2 separate regions of the Ovis aries genome follow, and region 1 is linked to region 2. The links are chromatin contacts, called in public Hi-C maps. All regions are on one chromosome and are shown on one strand. The core of a region is the stretch at or near the end of the contact, and the rest is flanking DNA. Distances in the headings are between cores, read along the strand shown. Region 1 overlaps RPS6KC1 (ribosomal protein S6 kinase C1). Region 2 has its middle 140 kb from the start of PROX1.

Evidence for each region. A called contact is a pair of places that touch in the nucleus more often than the background predicts.
Region 1: a contact with region 2 is called in a Hi-C map of liver, with 7 times the contacts expected there. The contact joins two enhancer-like sites. A contact is called at or near these places in 3 of 16 Hi-C or Micro-C datasets (liver, mixed tissues and tail adipose tissue).

The regions. Positions count from the first base shown.
Region 1 is chr12:69,836,203-69,841,855 of ARS-UI_Ramb_v3.0, forward strand. All of the region lies in intron 13 of RPS6KC1 (ribosomal protein S6 kinase C1), which reads right to left. Among named protein-coding and RNA genes, the nearest start is that of TRNAG-CCC, 41 kb to the right of the region's middle. Within about 2 kb of position 4,374, at least 1 of the 54 cell types and tissues checked has an H3K27ac peak or open chromatin away from gene starts, as enhancers often do. A contact at or near this core is called in liver, where this site is marked.
Region 2 is chr12:68,919,635-68,924,651 of ARS-UI_Ramb_v3.0, forward strand. No RefSeq gene overlaps it. Among named protein-coding and RNA genes, the nearest start is that of PROX1, 140 kb to the right of the region's middle. Within about 2 kb of position 2,582, at least 1 of the 54 cell types and tissues checked has an H3K27ac peak or open chromatin away from gene starts, as enhancers often do. A contact at or near this core is called in liver, where this site is marked.

The sequences.
Region 1 (5,653 bases), core at 3,124-5,623, 920 kb after region 2:
CAATGCAGCTATTACTTAAAACTATTTAAGAATCTAATCTCATGTTCCTCTTCTAAAAAAGAAATTTGTCTAAGATCATAAAGAGAAAGATTAGGAGGAAATAAGAGATGAAAATTAACTTTCTTTTAATAATCTGAAGCTTGAAGTAAACCCCTTATTTCCCAATATCAGGTAGTACTAGGAAATGGACAGCAACTTTGTTTTTACACAGAAGAGGTGAAATACAGTATCAATTCATTTACCCTTATCAATGTTCTAGTTCTAATAGCCAAAGAATTTCTTCTCTTAAGAGAGACTAATAAATTATTTACTCAAGTGCCAAATAACAAGAACTAAACACTCTATTACTCTGTCTCATTTTTACCACTAGATCCAAATCACATTCTGATCTGATAAGAAGTATGGTTTCAAAATGGGTCTATTTCAACAGAGTGACCTTAACGCAGAGGTGAAGGAGACTGGCCCATGATTAAGGGATTCATGAAGGCTTCAGGATATACCCTGCCTAGGGATTGATCCCAAGGTTCCAGACCCTCAAACATACATAAGTGAAAGTGAAAGTCGCTCAGTCGTTTCTGACTCTTTGTGACCCCATGGACTATACAGTCCATGGAATTCTCCAGGCGAGAGTACGGGAGTATGTAGGCGTTCCTTTCTCCAAGGGATCTTCCCAATCCAGGGATTGAACCCAGTTCTCCTGCATTGCAAGCAGATTCTTTACCTGCTGAGCCACAAGGGAAGCCCAAGAATACTGGAGTGGGTAGCCTATCCATTTCCCAGCAGATATTCCCAACCCAGGAATCAAACCAGGGTCTCCTGCATTGCAGGCAGGTTCTTTACCAACTGAGCTACCCAGGAAGCCCAACAAACATAAAGTAACCCTTTAATCTTCCTTCCATCAGAAAGCTCTTGCCCTCCTGAACACGGTTAAGACTTAAGCTGAATTGAACCTTTTTTTGCCTAACCTAATATACTCAGGGCACAAGCTTCATCAGTACACAGGGGTATACCGATGGGGGTGTAGTGCACTGACGGAGGGAATTTTCCTCATGTAAAATTTCCACTATTCTATGGCAAACTTGAAAAGATACTGCTTCTCTCAAAGAAGATATAGATTTAGTTTTATAACATTAGGAACTAAAGGCAAAAGATTAAAAGTACTTGCTAATCATTCGAGGAAAACATTAAAACATTTACTATGTACAAGAGAGCTACTGTTGAAGTTTTGCTTAAGGGTAAATCAAACAAAAGAGCTTCTGTTTGAAACATAACGTTTAAATATTAACCACAGATATTTCACTCTTTTAAAATTACTTCTATGATTCCCTCTTGCCTTTTTCTTCCTTTTCCTATGGGGTGGAAGACTAGACCAGAAATACAGCCATACTTCCTGGTTGTAACATTATTATCTCAAAATATACATCTATATTCATCTGCTTTCTCTATCAACTTCACATGCTTAAAATTAGATTCCTCACTCATGGTGAAGTTACCTAGGACCAGAAATTCTGAGATCTAAATGATCCTTCTTTCAGACAACTTTGTTAAAAATCCTGGCAGTTAAATTTCACACTATTCAAGAGCTGTCTTGGCTTTTTTCCTCCAAATGAAAATATTTTCCATAAACTCCTCATTTCCATATTGCATATCATTTATGTACAAATGATATATGAGTAAAAACAGAATACTTAGAAAGTCCTCCAAGTGAAATAATTTTTTAACTTACTGATGTTAGACAAGAAATCAGTATTTATTCCTCAGGGGAAAAGTTCTTGCCTTAATAAGATGGACTCCAGTTTTGACTAAACTTTGTATAAGAAGGCTATTAGATCATCTGACATCTGGCATCTCCTCAATATTCAATAAATCTACTTCAGGTAGATATATGATAAAGCAAATGTTAATATTATAGGATGTTAACTGCAGAATCTAGGTGACAGATAAATATGGGTGTACATTTTTCTGTATGTTTGAAATTTTTTCAAAATAAAATGTTAAGGAAAAAGTTCAAAAATCTATTTTACTACTGAAATATTAAGGCCTAAAAAGTCTTAAATAATTTGCCTAATGTCATGCAATGAGTTAATGGCTGATTTCAGAATCTTGAGTTTTGATAATTCTCAATTCCATCATAATATTCTAAATCTTAAACCTATGACACCCTCATGGTATTTTTAAACCATCCATGGTCTGAGTCTTAGATCTAATTATCAAATACATAACTGTCACACAGAACACCATGCTTAAAAGGCAACTAATCGTGTGTAAAGCATGCTTATGGAGAAAGGCAGGAGAGACTATGCCCCCAAAATATATTCATGGATTATTTGACAAAATCAGGCAAGAAGAGCAAAGAGTGGTAGTAAATAAATGTCATGCTTTAAAAGTGAATTTTGCAGATAGTTTTCAGCATGGTTTTTCTGTTTCACTTTTCACCGTCAGCTGTGAGCTGTTTCCAAGTGTGAAATCGCCTAAGAGACGAAGCAAAGCTGTCATTTGACATCTGGGAGCGTGGAGATTGGGCTGCGGTAAAAAGCACTTCGGACTTCTTCAATTTACACACACATTCACCTATAAATTCTCAAGTGTGAAAAGTATTCAATGAAAAATATCAATGTAAATCTCAAGCATTTATAAAGGCTCATAATAGGCTGGAAAATAAAGGTGAAAGACACACTGACAGGATACCATATCAACTTGTTAACACTAGAATGGGAAACTTAAGTGATTATGTTAGCATAAAAACTAACATATAAACAAATTTTACTCACTTGTCTTAACTGCATATTAAACCTTCAAATCTAGTCTTTTGTGTTTTTATGTGCTTAATATTCTAAGGACTATTTTCTAGCTGCTTTTTTATGATAAAAGACAAGACCACTAAGAAAAAAATACTAGTAAAAAAAAAATATTTGACATTTTATTTTTCCTCTATATTTAAAATACTGTAACAAAAATTTTATTCTATATTATGATAAGCTAATAGCTCCAATGATAAAGCACATAAAATCTTTTACATAAATCTGTGTTTGTAGGTGTGTATATACAAACAAATAAAATCAGAGTAACTGTAAGGAAGCCCTCTGGAGAAGAATAACCAATTAACTCCATTTTTTCTATAATACTCCAGATTATTCTAAAATCTCTCCTAACAAAAAACAGGAGACTGATGTATGGCAGAAACCAACACAATATTATAAAGCAATCATCCTTCAATTTAAAATAAATAAGTTTAAAAAAATAGAAGAATCTGTCTAGACATCTCTTAATAAATATCTAAAACTCTCCTCAGATGGGAACTAGATAGTGTTATATTTATATTGTCATGCTATAAAATCTATTCCCACTTTGGGGACTATTTCTTCACTCTTTCTTTTCCTGAACTCTGTTCTGTGTTTCTACGGTATGAAAGGAACCCATTTGCCACGAATGATGTTTATTTAAAATAAAACCTTTCTAGAGAATCATCCTAGATAATCTAAGGATACAAAGTGAATATAAAAGGAATGGCTTCTACTTTGAAAACAGGGCTGGGTTTGATCAGTGAATTCGTATTCTCAAGACCCTCTTGATGGGCCTGCAGCTGCAGCCATTTATTTGCTGGCTTTTTCACAGATGTAGACAGAGAAAGCTCCATGGTTTTTGTCTTTTTGTTGTTGGATTTATTTTCTTTAATATAAAAATGTGACAACTTTTTTTTTAAGTTTTTGTTTCACTGTAGAAACTTGTGCACACCGGACATCCTTGGTAGAATATACATCGTTGAAATAACTATAACTTTTTAAAATTTAAGATCTCAAAGTTGGCAGAAACTATACTTAAATAACAGAAGGTGATCATTTGCATTTCAAAATTTATCTATCTTGCTTTTCCCCTCAATTAGACCAAAACATGTTGATTCACAGGTTTCTCTGTGTGTGTTTTCTTTTTTAAACTTATTTATAGAGCAGAATAATGGCCCCCCTGCTAGTTTGGCATTTGCTCAAGTTTCTGTCGAATCTGTTACTGGAAAATTTTCTCAAAATATAAAGGCACATCATCCACAAAATAAAAAGATACACTGCTGATATTACAGAGTACAGGGCAGGTGGGCAATGTTTTTAGGACAAATGTGTGATAAGGATTCCCAGGAGAGAGGAGTGGTGAGGGAGAGGCTGCACGCTGTTTACACAGAAGTGAGTCGTTCTCATCACAATCTTCCGACAACTTTACTTTCTAACCAAACATCAGCTGTTTAACATGCTTCAGAGTTACTTGGGCAATAATTCTAAGGTCAGAGCTGGGAAACAGGAGGGAAGCGGGGACATGGGAGACGTACTTCAACCCTTGGTACTACAAGGGGCAGATCAAAAGATAACTTGGTACTCTATGTCCCCGTGTGTTCACTGATTTGTGATTTTAACCACTGAAACATCAGCTTCTTATCACTGCTTCCACCCCTCTGAGAAGAGGAGCAAAGTCTACTTGTATTTTTATCAGCAGCACTGCTGTTCAGTTTTGAAAGAAACAGTAAATCACAAATTTTTGCTCCTTACAAATGCAACTCCCCTTCACTATAAGCAATGGGCAGGAGTACACAAACTTGAGTTCTGCACCTCTAGGTTTCAAATCATCTAAACTTGAACACCAGCGTTACTTTTCAATTAAGGCCATTACTGATCTGAGTTTTATCCTATTGGTAAATTAATAGGTCCAAGGAATGAAGAGACTTCTCACATTGTTCAATATATGCCATAATACAAAACGCTTTTGTAACTCACAAAGCTTTAAAGTGCAATTCTTTTATACAAATAATTAAAACAAAGCCCTTCTTCAGATGACAGCTTTTTTCAAATGTTAGAGGGCAACCTAGACCATGACAGAAAAAATCCATTAATGGTAGACTGCCACCTGCTGGTAAACTTTGGGAACTGTGCTTTCTGGGAAAAGGCTTAAAAATTACAACTTGGAAACTGATCTGTGTTAAATTCAGTACACAAAACTGTATTCAACTGAGCACAGAGGCGAAAGTATGTACCTGCTGATGAGCATCATATGGTTTTGTTCCACATGTATTAGAATTCTCAGGGGGTCAACAAGCTATGGATGTTAAACATGTCTGTAGTTTGAAGAAAAATAATCTGCTAGAAAGCCAAAGCACAACCCTACGGATAGTTTTCAACAAGAAAGTGAGAAGAAAAATAGGAAATAAAGAGTCAGTTATAAACATTAAACTACTTCACAAACATCTGGTTTTGATGCGAGGTTTATACTACACTTATACTTAACGATTTAACAGGTTTTACATTAAAAAAAAACAACTCCCAGATTTAATGTTGACCCTAAACCCTTGAATCTGAGCAAACTCTAGGAGACAGTGAAGGACAGAGAGGTCTGACATACTGCAGTCCACGGGGTCACAAAGAGTCAGACACAGCTTAGCTACTGAACAACAATAAAACCTTGAAATTCATTATATTAACATACATATTTATATACATTGGTACCTAAAATATTATTTATTATCAAATTAGAAAGGGGGAAAGTCTGTCAAAAAGTAAACCAGATAACCATAATAAAGTGATTTCACTATGAAATTTTTTTTGTTATCCCATTAACTAAATCATACTAATAAGATCAACAGCCAGCATAATATTATCTATTTGTGAGAAAC
Region 2 (5,017 bases), core at 1,332-3,831:
GGGAAGACAAACTTGTCATGATTTCATGGAGGAAGAAAGAGAAGCCCAGAGAGGTCAGGTGACTTATCCAAGGTCACGTGGCTGCCAAGCCGCAGAGCCTGCCCAAGGAGTCCTCTCTTCTTGTTCCTGTTCTTCCCATTAACCTGCCCACTGAGGGCAATGAAGCCTCCCGTGTTCCACTTCACCCACCATCCTGTTTTTCTCTAGCTTCAGGAGTCAAGGTTCTCAATACTCAGCATTTAATTGGTTTTGAGTTCAGTTAAACTCCCTTGTTCAAAATCTAAACCAGTTAAACAAATTTCCCAGAAAACCAAAATAATCTTTAAGCAAAGTTCACTGCCAGGTCATATCTGTCTAAGTAAAAGTTGTTTTCAGGATACAAGTCGTTAATAGCAGTGGGGAATAATGAAAGCCTCTTTGCAAGTGAATTTCTCTATTGCCTACTGCTTGGGTTCCAAAAAGCCCATAGAGCCCAACTTCTCTTACAGATATGTATGTTCATGTAAAATGTGTATTTATACATGTGTGTACATGTTGAGAACATCATTTTGCTAATCACTTGCAAAGAGCTAACAATTTCTTCCCCTAATGTCATCACGTTAATTTAACGCTACTGTTATTGTAACTTTATAATGAAGTTTAACTTTAAACAATTCTGTAAACTGACAAGTTTAAAAAGAGTAATGCAACTGAATTTTCACCTAAATGGCTCACACTGGGCAATGCCTGCTTACAATACCTTATAATGTGCATACAAGTTAACTAGTCAATTGGAATTTGCTTTGGAAGGGAGTCTGGTGGTGATGGGAGTGGTGATAGAAAGGGTGACAGTGAGCCAAGTTTCACCCTTAGTGGGGTTTTCTCATGCTCCCGTGGGACCCACCAATAGAACAGACCAGGGCCATCGTTCCCCTGTTGCCTCTTGACCTTATGGTGGTGAACAGAACCTGTAAAGGAGGTGCTAGAGATTCTGGCTCTCAGTTCTTAATCCTGTCCCCACCCACCAAATACATTTCCACTTGCTCCTTAATGTCTTTTCCTCCATTTTGCCATTTCTTAGTCTTTTCATCATCTTAACACCTTCACATTTAAGAGTAGGTATGACTGAAGTGAACAGTTTAGAAAAATCCAGATAGTGATATTTCTTTCCCATTCCCCACCTGATACAGTAATTCTTGGAAGGATCTTCCACTTGGCTCGTCTTCTCCAGGCTCTGAAATGTATAGTTCAGAAGGGGGCAAGGTAGGGGGAGCTGAAGATGGGAATTCTTGAAAGTTGCTTGTTGCTGGAGATTTGAGGGTATTAATCAGTCCTCATTGTCATCAAGATTATCGTCATCACCCCCCATCATCATTACTACCACCACCGTGACTGCTATCACCATCACTGCCGTCAACATTATCATCATCACCGTCTCTGAGGAACCAATGGAGATGCTTCGGTTATCTACAGGAGATAGAAAACTAAGGCCTGGGTAATTGAAGTGATGTTTTGGATGGGGGAGGCTGGTGGGCTGCCGTCTCTGGGGTCGCACAGAGTTGGACACGACTGAAGCAACTTAGCAGCAGCAACAATTCGGTGATAGCTGTGTGTTTGAACTTGGACTTATGACTCCTGTTGGGGAACTATGATGGAGTTGTTTGGGGATATTGTAAGGAATGTATTAAAGGTCATGTATTAAAAGAGCATGGATAATCCTGGATATCAGTCTCTTTTTGTTTTTGTTGTGTATTTATTATTTTTTTGGGGGGGGGTGCCAAGAGGCTTACAGGATCTTCATTTCCCTACGGGAGATTAAAACTGCACCCTCAGCAGTAGAAGTACCTGGTCCTAACCACTGGACCACCAGGGAATCCCCCAGTCCTTGCTTTTGTTTGTCAGATGCTAATGACTCCAGAGGAGATTTAGTCAGTAGATTTCTCAAGTATTCTTTCAAAAAATAAAACAGCAAATAATTTTAAAACTAATAACCATAAAACTTCAGTAATAAGATATCTGCTAATTTGGATAATTTATATTAAAAAATCAGACGTTTTTTATTTTGAGACAATGTCTTCTAAGCCAATTAGCAAAACAAGTTTGTAGGGGATGATGTTTAATTACCTGAGGAGCCAAACCTTATCTATACAAATATTATGTGTATGGAATGAAACATTTATAAGATTTTATCACTTGTTCATTAAAACTAATCTCCAGAAACTCATTTGGCAACACTCTTATTTGATGGTGTTTAAATATTTGAAAAGTAAACCATTATTTTTTTAAAGAACTCTTCTGTAATCACTCTAGCCAGCTTTTTGCAAACTTTTTTTCCCCATAAAAGTCTGAAATTATAAGTGTTAGCTCATGTGTTTTGCTTTGTTTCATTTAGGTTGATGGTGGGAGAGCTGGTCTTCTCTTGAAGGAACACGGGTAGCAAAATCAAATCAGTCAATATCCACTGATTCTCAGCCAAGCTGGGCTAATGGCAGGGCATCTGAGGGTAACAGTGGATCGAACATCAGTTTGTGCTTCTCTCCTAGTGAATATCTGTGTTTGCCCTGGAGATCCAGAAGCAACTTAGGGTGTTGAGAATATAGGTCAGCACTGCTTTATGTAACCGTCCCCCTTTTTTGTTTTCAGTTGGGAGACCAGGGCAAGGGTAACTGTCCATAGAGGTCATCCCTCCATACTGAGCCTGGGGCCTGTCCAAGGAGACAGAGTCCAGTTGATGTTGGATGTTCACTGGCTGGTGTCAGCAAATGAGAGGGAATGTGATGAAATCTCCCATTCAGGTGTTTTAAGCAAAAATGGCAGCTCAACTATTTAGTCCCACCTTCTTTTCTGAGGAAGTGTCTAGAGCCAGACAATCTGGGTTCACCATCACTAACTATGGGGTCATGGATGTGTGTGTCTCAGTTTCCTCACGAGTACAAAGCAAGAATAAGGACAGCATTTACTACATAGTATTCTCCTGAGGAAAAATGAGAAATGTCAGCAAAGAACTTAACCTTACTGGCAGCTGGTCCTCACCAAACTGTTTCTCTACCCCCAAGACCAATAGCAGCCATTTACTGAAAATTTGCTGTGTGGCAGGCACCATATTAACCTTGTTATGGATACCTTATCTTGACAACAGCTCTGTGTGGTAGTTATTTTCACCCTATTTCATAGATGAGATAAGGGAGTCACGGAATTTCCACAGCTGGGTCAAAGTGAAAGTGAAAGTCGCTCAGTCATGTCCAACTCTTTGCGACCCCATGGACTGTACAGTCCATGGAATTCTCCAGGCCAGATACTAGAGCGGGCAGGTAGCCTTTCCCTTCTCCAGGGTATCTTCCCAACTCGGGGATAGAATCCAGGTCTCCTACATTGCAGGCTGATTCTTTACCAGCTGAGCCACCAGGGAAGCCCAAGAATCCTGGAGTGGGTAGCCTATCCCTTCTCCAGTGGATCTTCCTGACCCAGGAATTCGAACCGGGGTCTCCTGCATTGCAGGTGGATTCTTTACCAACTGAGCTCCCAGGGAACTGAGCTACAGTTGGGTCAAGGTCACACATTAATGAATGAAAGAACTGGGATTCTAACCTGGTTTTGTCTGACACAAAAACTTGTGACCTTCCCCTCCACAACGGTGAAAACAAAGAAAACAAAAATAACCCTGTCATCAGCACACTTGATATCCCCCGAGAAGGCTGGTAGATCATTCTGAGACCATAAACTCTAAGGTGACAGAGCGGTGGCTGTGATTTTTTTTCTGTACCATCTAGCAGAGTACTGTGCGCAGTACTGTGCGCAGAAGACACTTACTTAACAGAGGCCTTCTGGTGTTGTTACAACCGTTGCTGATGACACTCTGAGTTCCTACCTCAGGCGTGGCGTGTAGGCTGAGGCCCTGCACACAAGCACTGCCTAAGGATACAGGAAGCTCCATGGTGGTGTGGGTGGTGTTTTGGGTCAGGGGAGACTCAGGGAGCCCCACAAATCCTCATACACTAATTCCATCCAATGCTCAGAAAGGGTCAGACCAAGTTACTTATTTCAAGGTCTGATGAAACAGAGTGGAGTTACCTGTGGATTATACCTCCCTTTTCCTGTACTTCTCTTTTTTTCGTTCAAACCACAAATAAGGAAAGATTGATAGCTGGAGTGGAAAAACCCATGGTGAGGCCTCACCAATCCAGGTCTAGCTGGGGTGGGGGAGATCCTCCTTCCTCGTCTGTTTGTTTAAAGATAAAGAGGCCCTTTCTCTCCGCATGGGGTCCAGCAATGTAACCATAAACTGTATTAATGCATGTCAGAAAGTACCTGCTCTGCTGGGCTATGTGGGGAGGGACATGAACCCTTGAACCCTGGGTCTTGATCATTTTGGGCTAAGATTCCCCAAACCCTTCAATTCAAAAGTGTTATTCTTGAAGTGTTTTGTTCTAGTGTCTCATACCCCATGTTTAAAATTAAAAAAAAAAAATCAGAGCCTTTTGTATTTCTAATACACATAGAGCCTGGAATTTCAGATCTGCCAATAATTCCCTCTTTCAAAGGAAAAAAAAAGTCATTTTTTTTCCTTACTGGAATTTTTTCATTCCTTCCCACCCACCCCATCTCCATTTCTCATTTCCTCAGGAAACCATTTAGCTGGAGACAGAGGGAAAGTTTTCCAACACACTTCCCCAAGCCCCACAGACTCATGCACACCCAGAGAGCTATTCAGCACCAAGAACCTATGTTGCAATGTACTCAGCCTTGCCCCTAACGACGTCTGCCTTCAGTTCTCTGGAGCATTGGAAGGTCCTGTGGTGAAGGCAGTCTTCACTGTGGCTAATACTAGCCATCCTTCAGGAACCCTTGGAGGTGCTCAGGTTGGCCTCTGGGTATCTGCCCTTTGCTCCAGACTGTCAATCAATGGGGCAAATCTGGAGTCATTATGGTACTTGCGTGGTGTCTCCAGACATGACCGTCTCTGGGCTTTCTAAAGTAAAGGAGAGTAAGGTAGGCACTCCTGGCTGATTTTATGGGAGTATGTTGCCATTCTCTCCAT